2 separate regions of the Sus scrofa genome follow, and region 1 is linked to region 2. A link is a contact called in public promoter capture Hi-C data. All regions are on one chromosome and are shown on one strand. The core of a region is the stretch at or near the end of the contact, and the rest is flanking DNA. Distances in the headings are between cores, read along the strand shown. Region 1 holds the start of TGS1 (trimethylguanosine synthase). Region 2 holds the start of PLAG1 (zinc finger protein PLAG1).

Evidence for each region. Promoter capture Hi-C pulls out the DNA fragments that hold promoters and counts their contacts.
Region 1: a contact with region 2 is called in a promoter capture Hi-C map of liver, with 7 times the contacts expected there. The contact joins the promoter of TGS1 here to the promoter of PLAG1 in region 2. A contact is called at or near these places in 1 of 5 promoter capture datasets (liver), 2 of 47 Hi-C or Micro-C datasets (alveolar macrophages and heart right ventricle) and 1 of 2 datasets of contacts at active chromatin or transcription factors (alveolar macrophages).

The regions. Positions count from the first base shown.
Region 1 is chr4:75,965,774-75,971,347 of Sscrofa11.1, forward strand. TGS1 (trimethylguanosine synthase) reads right to left here and starts at 3,379. Exons shown (of 14, transcript XM_001927876.6): 1 at 3,113-3,379. The coding sequence starts at 3,216. TMEM68 (transmembrane protein 68) reads left to right here and starts at 3,428. Exons shown (of 7, transcript XM_021089365.1): 1 at 3,428-3,580; 2 at 5,263-5,574. The coding sequence starts at 5,332.
Region 2 is chr4:75,645,213-75,650,756 of Sscrofa11.1, forward strand. It overlaps PLAG1 (zinc finger protein PLAG1), which reads left to right and starts at 1,373. Exons shown (of 3, transcript XM_021089355.1): 1 at 1,373-1,589. CHCHD7 (coiled-coil-helix-coiled-coil-helix domain-containing protein 7) reads right to left here and starts at 1,006. Exons shown (of 4, transcript XR_002343320.1): 1 at 857-1,006.

The DNA of each region.
Region 1 (5,574 bases), core at 2,129-4,628, 320 kb after region 2:
AATCAAGCGGCAGTTCTGGATATTGGGGGAAGAATCTGACCCTCCTTATGACACACAAGCAGTGAAATATTCTCTAAATTTGATTGAAGGAGTGAGGATAAATGTGAAAAGATCTGTCTTACACATTTATAAGCCCACATGCAGACCCTAGTCAATTTGCAAATAAGCCACATAATCCATTGCCTAGTGGATGCGACACTCATGGGCTGAGCTAAGGATGTTTCAGGGCCTGACATAAAATGAAGTTCTTATTTATTTTGTCAAACTGAAACATAAGATAAAACAATTCAGTGTCAATGACTCTTAAAACAGTGAATGGTTAAACTTTTCTTTATATACCTCCATCTACATTTTTTCTTTACTAAGATGGGAAGTTATATCCAACATGTACCTAGTAGAAAACTTAATAAAGGGGGGAGGGCTGCTATTATATCTTCTTACCGGTAAATCAGGCTGTAATAAATTCCATCATAACTGCAAGTAGTAGCTAATACTACTTTCCTAATGGAGCTACAATAAATTCAACAAAACAAAATTCTTGTGTACTTGTACTTTCATATCCTTCTCTGAACTACTTTTATGAGTTTGAAATTATTTCAAAATGAATTATTTGAAAAATAATTAAAGCTTGTGATTGACAGTGCAGGCAACTTTTAGGCAAAAACCTACTACTCCATCCTTTCAGCATTTTCTATTCTAGGTTTTGTACATAAGCACAAAATTTTTTACATAATTGTAACCATTGTCTAAGTATTTTATATTCTGAAATGTAAATTAAAGATTTTTTTCATGTTGCTATATAGCCATTGTACTGATCATTTCTAAGAGATCTATAACACTGTAAATATATATGAACTTCACATAGAAAATACATAGAAAGTTAAATGTGTAGATGAATTATAATTATTACTCCAATTATAGAGTTCCTAAGACAGTATGTTAATGTAATGTCCTCAGAAATTGAAAATTAGTTACAAGGAGTTCCCATTGTGGCTTAGCAGGTTAAGAACCTGAGTAATCTCCTCTGAGGATATAGGACTAATCTCTGTGAGGATGCAGGTTGGATCCTTGGCCTCACTCAGTGGGTTAAGGTTCCAGTGTGGCCTCAAGCTATAGCTTAGGTCACAGACGTGGCTTGGATCCTGTGTTGCTGTGGTTGTGGTGTAGGCTGGCAACTGCACTCCGATTCCACCCCTAGCCTGGGAACTTCCACATGGGCAGGTGCAGCTGTAAAAAAGGAAAAAGGAAATTAGTTACAATATTATGTTCTATAATCTTATTTAGCCTAAGAATCAGCTCAATTTGGCACCTACGCTAAAGCTCATTTTCTGTTTTTTGCTACATGGTACTGACCTTTCATTTTAATCCTCCAATAGAACTTTGCCAACAGTCAAATTTGTCGTTTTTAGATTTTGAAACAATCCTTTTCCCTACTTGAAAAATCACTTAGGAGCCTCTGAACTCCCAGCATCTTTCCTCCCACTCCTGAGGACTTCTCAATGACTACCAGCAACAATGCTGAGGTTATATTTCCAAGTTATTTTGCCCTAAAGGGTTATAATTTACCTGACCATTAACTGATCTAAAGGGAAAAGCCACCTTGCTCTCTTCTCTTCACCGATTTTGCGACCTATTCCAGTTGCGTCCTGTTTCCTATAGATAAAGTACAAGAACTTTTCTCAACTTTTTATAACTTGTATTCCCTACCCTTCTCTTCTTTTTTGGAAAGGAAGCTTCATGAAGACAACATCAAACCTTAAAAGGGCTGCAGGCTAAGAACTGAGTATGTGCCGTGGCTGGTACGTGAGCAAGCTGACTCCTCTTTCTTGGCCCTCACACCCCATATCAGCCAGGTACTCTTTTCCAGTGAACTCCGTGGCCTCAGCCACAGTGCCACCTGCGTGCCTTGAGGGGAGTGGGCCAGGCTGACAGGTTACACCATGTCCAGAGGATTGAGCAGAAAGACACCTCTCCAGGGGTGACACAAGAGACAGGTGTCCAAGGTTGTCACTAGTGAATCCCAAGGCTACAACTACTCTGAGGCAGAAAGGTAAGCGAGAGAGAATGATAGTGCTTAAATTTTTATGAAAATTCTGTTTTCTATTTAGGGCAAGAATCTTTAAGAGCACTCATCACCAGGAAAGATATATTTCTGATGCCTGGTACTTGAAGAATATCCCATTACCCTTGCAAAGGGTTCTCTATAACGCAAATTTTTGAGAGATTGCTCAGTCCACAGAGCATGGTGATTCTGGATGAATATCTGAATGCATGTGCAGCTGCATTAATACAGCAGCGACAATATTTTTTACATGAAATTTAATTTTTCAGATTAATTTTCCAATTATGCCTCAAAAACACATGGTGAATAGTAAAATTTCCTTCAAATTTAAATTCTACCATATTAAAATATATTAAGACTATCACATAAAATCCACTTCTGCAAGTTGAATAACTTAACTAACAAAAAGCCAGTGAAAGGATTAGGGCAGATAAACCAATTTCTGAGATTTTTTAAAAAAGGATTGCATGAGAAACTCACACACCTAATTAAAAAAAACAAAAAAAAGCCCCCAAATCCAATTCTTGAGTCAGTTTCTTTCTTACCTACTATCTCCCATGCAGGGCAACTTTTACCTAAAACAGCTATTTTCCAAAAATCAGGAGAGCTCAAAACCCGACATAATTATAGTTAAATCTTTCAGATAACGAGAAGTTCTCATTATGTGCACTTGCGCTTTAACAAATCTTAAGGTTTCAAAAAAGATGTTACCCCAAGAAGTTATTCGTCTTAAACCTTCACCCTGTGATGTCACATCCTAGAGCGCTTTCATTTCAATTTCTTTCCCCAGTTTTTGGCGGTTCCCTCAGTCGATCAGTGTAAAGTGACAAATATCAGCTCCGCATCTTTCCCCAACCGCCCACAGGGCAGATTTACTCCCGCGTTTAAGGGCCCCAGGCGACACCCCGTCGTAGTCTGAGGTCTCGTTTTCCTTTCTTAAAGCATCCCTCTCCCCGGGGTCAGGGACCCCGGCCGCGGTGTCGGGGATCGATCGGTCACCCTGTCTTGCAGCCCTCACATCGGGAACCTGGAGGCCCGCGTCTGACTTACTCCACGAACGCCCGAGAGCAGAAGCATAGGATCCGGGAGCCCTCCTGCAGGTCTTCCAGGAAGAGACACATTTCGGCCACGCGACTCCACTTCTCGCAGCACATCGCAGCGCCTCGGAGGAGGCGGCCGCGTGGCACAGGCGCGGGGAGACCTCCCGGCCGCTGCTCCGCTCCCGGGCACAGAGGGGAAGCCTCCAGAGGGATCGGCTGCGCGTGATCACTTGGCCTGGGTTACCCAGAGCCTGGAGCCAGCGGGGAGCAGCCACCGGAAGTGATTCCGGGAGGCTACCGGAAGGGGCGGGGCGAAGGCGGTGTTACACTCAAGGCCTCCCGGGCTGCACCCGCAGTTTGGCGTTTTCCTCCCCGGCCGCTTGAGTTGCTCCGCTTCGCCGGGTGTATCACGGAGGAGCTCCCGCCGCTGCTCCTAGGTGAAGGCGAGCCAAACCACCTCTGCCCCCTCCGGTATGAGGTACGTGGTCCCCAATTACGCCTCCCCGCGTTCCGCGGCGCCGGGATAGGTTCGGGCCCGAGCGCCAAGGCTGCGTGTTTTCTCTCCCTTGGCCGCCCGGAGTCCCCGGCCTCCACTGGACTCGCTGTTCGGCTCGGGCCACCGGAGTGGCCGGAAGGGAGGCCCTACCTGGTCACAACGACCCCGTTCACCGCGGCCCGCACCTCCCCTCGCGCTTCAGGCGCTCTGGTTCGGCGGGTGTCGTCTTTACTCGGGTGGGGGCGAGGTGTCCCCACCTCCCTGCAGGCCCGCGGGCTTCCCGGGGACGCTCTCCTGGGGACCCGAATGAACCCACTGGTTGTGGAGCCAAAAGTGGTCGGGGGCGGGGGGGGGGGGGCGGTGGCGGCTGGAGGCCTGCCCGAAGCCCCTTACCACCTGTGTGACCCGGGTGAGGGGGGCGACTCAACCCTTCCCGGGCCTCGCTGGGATCTTTTGCAAATAGGGATTGGTTCATAGCACCTGCTTTCTGGGGCCTCGGGAAGGACGGAAGCGACCGGTGTGCATGAAGCCTCACCAGCGCTGTTACTAGTTTGCGTGGGTCCACGCTCTGGAGGCACCTGGCCCTGTCGGCCCCCCGGGGTTTGCAGCCTGCGAAACAGGGCTCAGCCCTCTAACTGCGATTAACACGAAAGGTACTTGGACACAAACCAGAATGTCGAAAACTGGGGCAGAGCTGCTGGATTCGAAAAAAGCAGTGTTTGCTGCGTGGCATTGGTTGAAAATTCCCCGGGCAGCTTCCTCCAAGAAGCGGTTCAGGCTTGCAGGTTGTCGGACCACTTCGGACTTGGCTTGGTATTGCTTTATCGTATTATTATACGAACTGAGATAAAATCCAGACTTTTGGAAGAGTCCCTAATATTTGGGCTGCGTTTACTGGTGGGTGGAAATAGATTAATGTTTGAATGAAATGTTTGTTCCCGAATCCTTACTGCTGCCTTATTTATGTTGGTGACTCAAGAAGATAAGGGTGCTGCACGGTCACAGATAAACCAGTACAGATGTGGGACATTTGGAGGATGAGGGCAGTTAAGCAAATTAGTGTAGAACAGTAATTATCAGAGTGGAAGGTTTTAGCTAGAAATTGAAGGACATTCTAGAATTGGAAAAAACCAAAACCAAAAACCTTGACAGGTAATGCATATCAGAACCTAGAACTTGAAGCTTGAAATCCAAAATGTGTCATTTTGGAGATAAAATGGTTGTTTACCAGAGGTCCTAACTGAAATATTAGATAAACTTCAGCTGTTGATTGATTGTTCATTGGAACTGAATACTAAACATCAGATATTGACGTTTTCTTCTGTGAAGAACAGTTATCTCAACATAACCTAGTTTAAGATACAAATGATCAGCATGAGCCACTTAAGGTATAAGTCAGGTTACTAAGATTGATCTGAAATTTCATTCATCGGCTTTATTTTCCTCTCATAATTATAGCTTGTGAATTATTTCAGAAGCTAAGCCCAACCCACTTCATGTGTGGACAAATGAAACCCATTTTCATATTTAAATCTGCAACAAAGTTAACTGTTAACAATCTATTCATTTTTGGTATTAAGAAAGACTAACAGTATTCATGTAGACTGAAGCATATAACCTTTCACCTGTGAAGAGAATAACATTGGATTGTTTTTCCCTTCTAGTGGCAAAATTAAAGACCTGCCATGATGATGAAGAGCAAGCCTGAATTTGTCATTTTCACCTAAAGAAAAATGATAGGCAAAAACCAAACCTGTGGTACAGGACAGGATTCCATGCCCTATATGACTTGTCTTGTCCACATACTTGAAGGATGGTTTGGTGTGGAGCAATTGGAGGACTATTTGAATTTTGCAAACTATCTCCTGTGGGTTTTTACACCACTAATACTCTTAATACTTCCTTACTTTACTATTTTTCTTCTCTACCTTACTATTATTTTCTTACACATTTATAAGAGGAAGAATGTATTGAGA
Region 2 (5,544 bases), core at 123-2,622:
TTAGAGGCTTTATCTCCTCATCTTCTGAAGGCACCATACAAACGTTAGGGAGCTCTACTTGCAGAAGACAGTCAAAAAAACAAAGATTTGAGGGAGGGGCCGCAAAGGCCCAGCACATTTCAGGAACAGCTCTAAAATCTTTTCCAAAGGGCCAACGGCTTAAAAAAGTATTTCTTGATTTCCCATCTAAGTGGTTCACGTCCCCACTCTCTGAGCAGCTTTGCAAGGGAGGGAGGAAGGGAACGTGCCGACACGTCCGTGCCCAGTGCAGGTCGGAGCCCAGGCAGGGCCTGCGGCTACCCCCAACGCGGGGGTAACCGTCGGGAAGCCGAAAGACGTCCTGCAAGGCCCTCAACCCTTTAAGCCACTGCTGGGTGCAGAAAGGCAGGGTCAGGAAGTCGGGGTGGCTCTGCGGAGGGGGCGGGGAAGGCGAGGGGAGACCCCGGAGCAAAGCATGCCCCAGGCCTCGCTGCCTCCCGCGGCGCTGCCTGTCCGCCCAACGGCCGACCGCGGGCGCAGGTGAACACACCTTATTTCGACCTTCGACGGTGCCGAGAAGGGCAGGGGGCAAAGAAAAGGGAGGAAACTGGGGGCCAGGGTAGCCACTTACCCTCCAAACGCTGGGGAGGAGGTTGGAGGGAGGGGAGGGGGTGCCCGGGCAGGGGGCGCCTTCCTCGCCCCGGTCCCGAAGAGACCCGAGTCCGAGGAGGAGGTGCGAGAGGAAGGGGCCCGAGCCGAGGCCAGGCCGGGGGGAAGCGGCTTCAGGCCGAACAAGTGGATTCGAGCCCCGCGGCGGCCCAGGAAAGCCCCTCTCTTCCCGCAGCCGCCGCGGAGGGAAGGGCGGGGGACCACTCACCTCGCGCTCGCGCGGAGGCTTCGCCAGCGCCCAGGCCGTCTCCAGCTCCAAACACGTCAATGGCTCACGCAGCCGGACCTTAAGTAGCGCGCATCCCAACATGCTGCCCCCGCTCCCCGGCGGCGGCCCGCCCAATCGGTGCGCGCCGCCGCCTGACTGACAGCCGAGCGGGGTCCTGAGAGGCGGGGGCGGGCGGGTCTCGCCCCGCCCCCGGCCGGCGGGAGGAGGGCCGAGGCGGGAGGAGTGGGCGGGGCGGCGCGCGCGGCCCCGCCCCCGCCCCCGCCCCGCAGCTCCCCCCTCGCCGCTGTCCGCCCCTTAGCGCTTTGGATTGACGGGCGGCGCGGCGGACCAATCGCTAGGCCGGATCCCGGCGGCGAGGGCGCCCAGTGGCCGGCCCCAGGGCGGAGCGCGCCCGGGGGACGGGCACAGCGGCGGGCGGGGGCAGGGGGCGGGCCGGCGGGAGGCGGGGGCGGTGGCCGAACAGGCCGGGGGAGGCGGCGGTGGGCGCGACGTCGGCGGCGGCGGCGGCAGCGGCGGCGGCGGCGGCGGCGGCAGCTGCAAGTTGGGCTGCAGGGGCAGCGCATACACTACAATGGCTGCTGGAAAGAGGCGTAAGGAAACAATTTCCAGGCCCGCCGCGTCCAGCCCGAAATATGAGAAAAAAATTATTAGAAATTCCGCGGGCGGTGTAAAGGCGGCGGACGGGCCGGAGGGAGGATGTTAAAGCCCCGCGGTGAGTTCTCCCGGGGTCCGGGGCGGCGGAGAGGCGTTTAGCGGGAGAAATATCAGGGTTATTTAAATTATGGGACTAGCCGAGGGGGCAGAGGAGCAGCGGCGGCGGCAGGAGGAGGAAAAGTTTGTGCTACTCTCAGCCCCTGCTCAGGACCCCAGAGAGAAAAATAATAATAAAAAATAAAATAAAATCATTCAGCGGGGGTGCGAGGACTCCCGAAGTCGCTTCTGACAGGGCAGGGGGCGATGCGGCTGGAGACCCGAAGGTGAGGTCGGTGGGAAAAAAAAAAAACCCTTTATTCAGGGTCTGGAAAGTTTGAAAAGTTTTCCTCCTCCTCCTCCTCCTCCTCTCTGGTGCTGTGAATATTGTGACAGCGGCAGCGGCAGCAGCGAGAGCGGAAGACATTAGAGACCCGAAAAATAAGGGAAAAATTAATATAAATTCAGTTTTGAGAGTAAACTCTCCGCATTTTCCACCAAAACATCCCGGGGGAAGGTCGCTTCCCAAAGGGCCTGGCGGAAACCCGCAGTCGGCAATATTTGGGGGGCACTTTGAGTGACTTGGGGGAACTTTGCCCCTTTTTCAAAAGAGGTTTTTTCTTTGGGGGAGAAATGAATTTGTTTTTGCCCTTTCCTCAGGTGGGCGAGTCGGGGTCGGGGTGCGGGGTCTGCGGGGAGGTGTGAGCCCGGGATGTGTGGCTGCGGGGGGGGAGGGGGTGCTAAATGAAAGCAGGAGATCTGCACAGAGCTGGGACAGCTTGTTGTCAGTATCATAAACAACCAAAATGGAGGGAGAACTCAGGCATATAACCAAATAAAAATTTTTTAAAAATCGCAAAAAAATCCCAAAAAATCCGGGATGCTCCCCCTTTTCTCGCTCAAGGTAAAAGTATGAACCGCCTTTCCCCTGAAGTCCATTTTGACTTTGCAGGGACCAAGGAGTTAATATTTATTTATTTTTTAAAACTTTCGAAGGGCAAAAGCCTTTTATAACTCAACCGACAATGAGAAAACGTGAAAATCCGATGCTCGAGAAGGAGGGGGAGGGAGGGGGGGAGATGGTAGTGCAGAAACTGCTAAACTTATTGGTAATGTGGACTGATCTGAGATAAGATAAACACTATATTTGCTATTTTATAACTCTTTTAATGATCGTTGCGGGTTTTTTTTTTTTTTTCCCCTGGTGGAAAAAAAAAAGTGATGCCATTTTCTTAATAGAGTTAATATGTGTGATTGGAAGAATAAACCTTTCCGGCTCTAGATTGCATTTTCGTCGCATTTCTGCTTCAGGTTTTGTTAGTGGCTCCCTCCTTTCTTTAAACTGGGCTCTACAGAGGAGGGGTAGAGAGGTGATGTTGCTCAGAGAGGCTGGTGTGCAAGACTGGAGCACCTTTTGGGGTGGGGTGGGGAGTTGCTGGGTTTCTCCCTTCCTGACACGTTTGCTTCACCTGTTCATCCTCAGGAAAGAATGTTAAGCTGAGGTTTTCTGGTTTTATGTATGGAAAAGGATGGTGCCTCTTGCATCACATTGAAGTTAGTGGGAAAGTGCTGCTGATGTTGGTTCCACGTGGGATGTGGGACAGAGCAGGGCATTTTAAAGGGACAGCTTCTCTTTTCTTAGGATTTTCATCACCTACACAGAATCCCTGCGTGAGGACCAAAAGCAGAGGTGCTGGGAGGGTGTGGTGATGGAAGAGCCTCTTCTTTCCATGACTCAAGTGCACCCACCTTTAGCAGTGATGGAGGGAAGGGGAGGGATAAGTCAGCTCCGCAGAAGATGGATATTGTGTAGATCAGTTTGTATCCAAGCTGTTCTTTTGTGTAACAAGCCCTCCCAGGAACTTTTCATGTTACATTGCTGTGCTTTGGAAGCTGATTTTGGAAGGAATTGTGGAAAAATGGAAATAGTTTAAGGTGTGTGGTGTAATGGTATAGCATTATTGAACAGTTATGAATTCTGTGCAGTGAGATCAAAGAGCTGTGTATGCCCATAATGTGATTTTACAGCCATTTTGTAAAAGCTGTAAAATACCTAATATTCAATTTGGCTTAAGGTACATTGAGGACTTCTGCTTGAAAACTGCAGGCAGAGTGGTGGAGATTCTTTTACACTGCAAGCAGTAGGCATTTCTTTAAGGGGAAAAAAGCACATGCACCAGCCCCATGGAAAAGTTTACGTATACCCATTTTATTTTTTTTTTTTTTTTTTTTTTTTTTTTTTTTTTTTTTTTTTTTTTTTTTTTGTCTTTTTGCTATTTCTTGGGCCGCTCCTGCGGCATATGGAGGTTCCCAGGCTAGGGGTCGAATCGGAGCCGTGGCCACCGGCCTACACCAGAGCCACAGCAACGCAGGATCCGAGCCGCGTCTGCAACCTACACCACAGCTCACGGCAACGCCGGATCGTTAACCCACTGAGCAAGGGCAGGGACCGAACCCGCAACCTCATGGTTCCTAGTCGGATTCGTTAACCACTGCGCCACGACGGGAACTCCCGTATACCCATTTTAAAATCCCATCCTATACATGTGCTGTAACTCTGCACTTTTGAAATTAGAAGATTTTACAATCCTGTAACCTGTTGGTTTGCATCTTTTAAGCTGAATTTATTTGTGTTATTTAACAGGAAATGTTTACTGATCATAAACTACCACTAACTCTCATGGCTTAGATTGTCACAATATTTTCAAAATTTAAAATGTGTAAATTGTTTGCTATACTCTTTTGAGATTAAGGTTAATCTTGAATGGAATTGACTTGTGTTCCATTTTCCACAGGTATATGAAGTTTCTGGAATAAATGCCTATTTTCCTTTGTTTTTATGGTGTATAGAAATGGATTCAAATTAGGGCTGGATTTTTAGACTTCTCATATAGAAGGTTTTTTTTTTTCCTTGCCTTGCTGTACAAACAGATTATTATTTTGAAGTGTAGTGTGTGTTAACCTGTGCTCACATCTGAGCTCTTATCTGCACCTTTCTCTCAATACCTCCATAACAGCATTACCTCAGTGTAATGTTTGAGTAGGTCACCTTGTGGTTTCTGATTTTGGAAGCAATTGCAACTTTCTAAGAACTCATTAAAAAATTAATCCCATGAACCACTGTTAAATCAGAACTGATTGGAAAGTGATTGAACTGTCAATGGAGAAGAGAAACTTCCTTCCCTCCCCAAAATAACCTTCCCAGAGGTTTCAGAATGCCATGAAGACGTATAAAACCTTTGAAATGTATCTGACATTTCCATGGTACTTTGGCTCAGCACAGTGGCACTGACTGTCAGTAGTCAGAATTAGGCTATGTGTTTGAAATAAGTGAAACTTTTCAATCGTGACTCGTTGCCACTTAGACAAACCAGTTACTGATATTAATACATTCAGTTTCTGTCAAAGTAAAGGAAGAGTCTTAGATCATTGAGTTATTCAGGTTGTTTGGACACTTCAAGTTATGATTAGTTTATTGTTCCTCTAAATAAAAGTGCTGGTACTGTGATTTTTTTTCCCCCATCTCACAAAGGTAGTATAAAACTTTCTTCATGTTTGGGTTTTACACAGCCAGCTGCTTGTGTGAATCAGAAGATGCCCTCAGAGTACACAAGTGTAAAATCTGTAATTCTTTAGTCTTGTTCAGATAGGACATGCATAATTACTAATGTGAATTGATTGTTTTGAGCTTTTTTAATGCCTTAGAAATACTACCTATTGTAACATCCTTTTTCTGAGGCTACTATTAAATTATACCAGTTTACATAAACAAGCTAATGTTATTATATACTCAAGATCTTTATTTCAGTTAAAAGTAGAGAAACCTCATAGATTGAGATTCTTACTTGAAATGTATATGCCTCATTTTGCTCTTTGAAACTCTATAAGGAGTTTAGCTGCTGTGGAAGATGAGATATAAATGTGGGCTAATTCTGATAAAATTCAGTATCTGTGTATTTATTATAATGTAAATATTT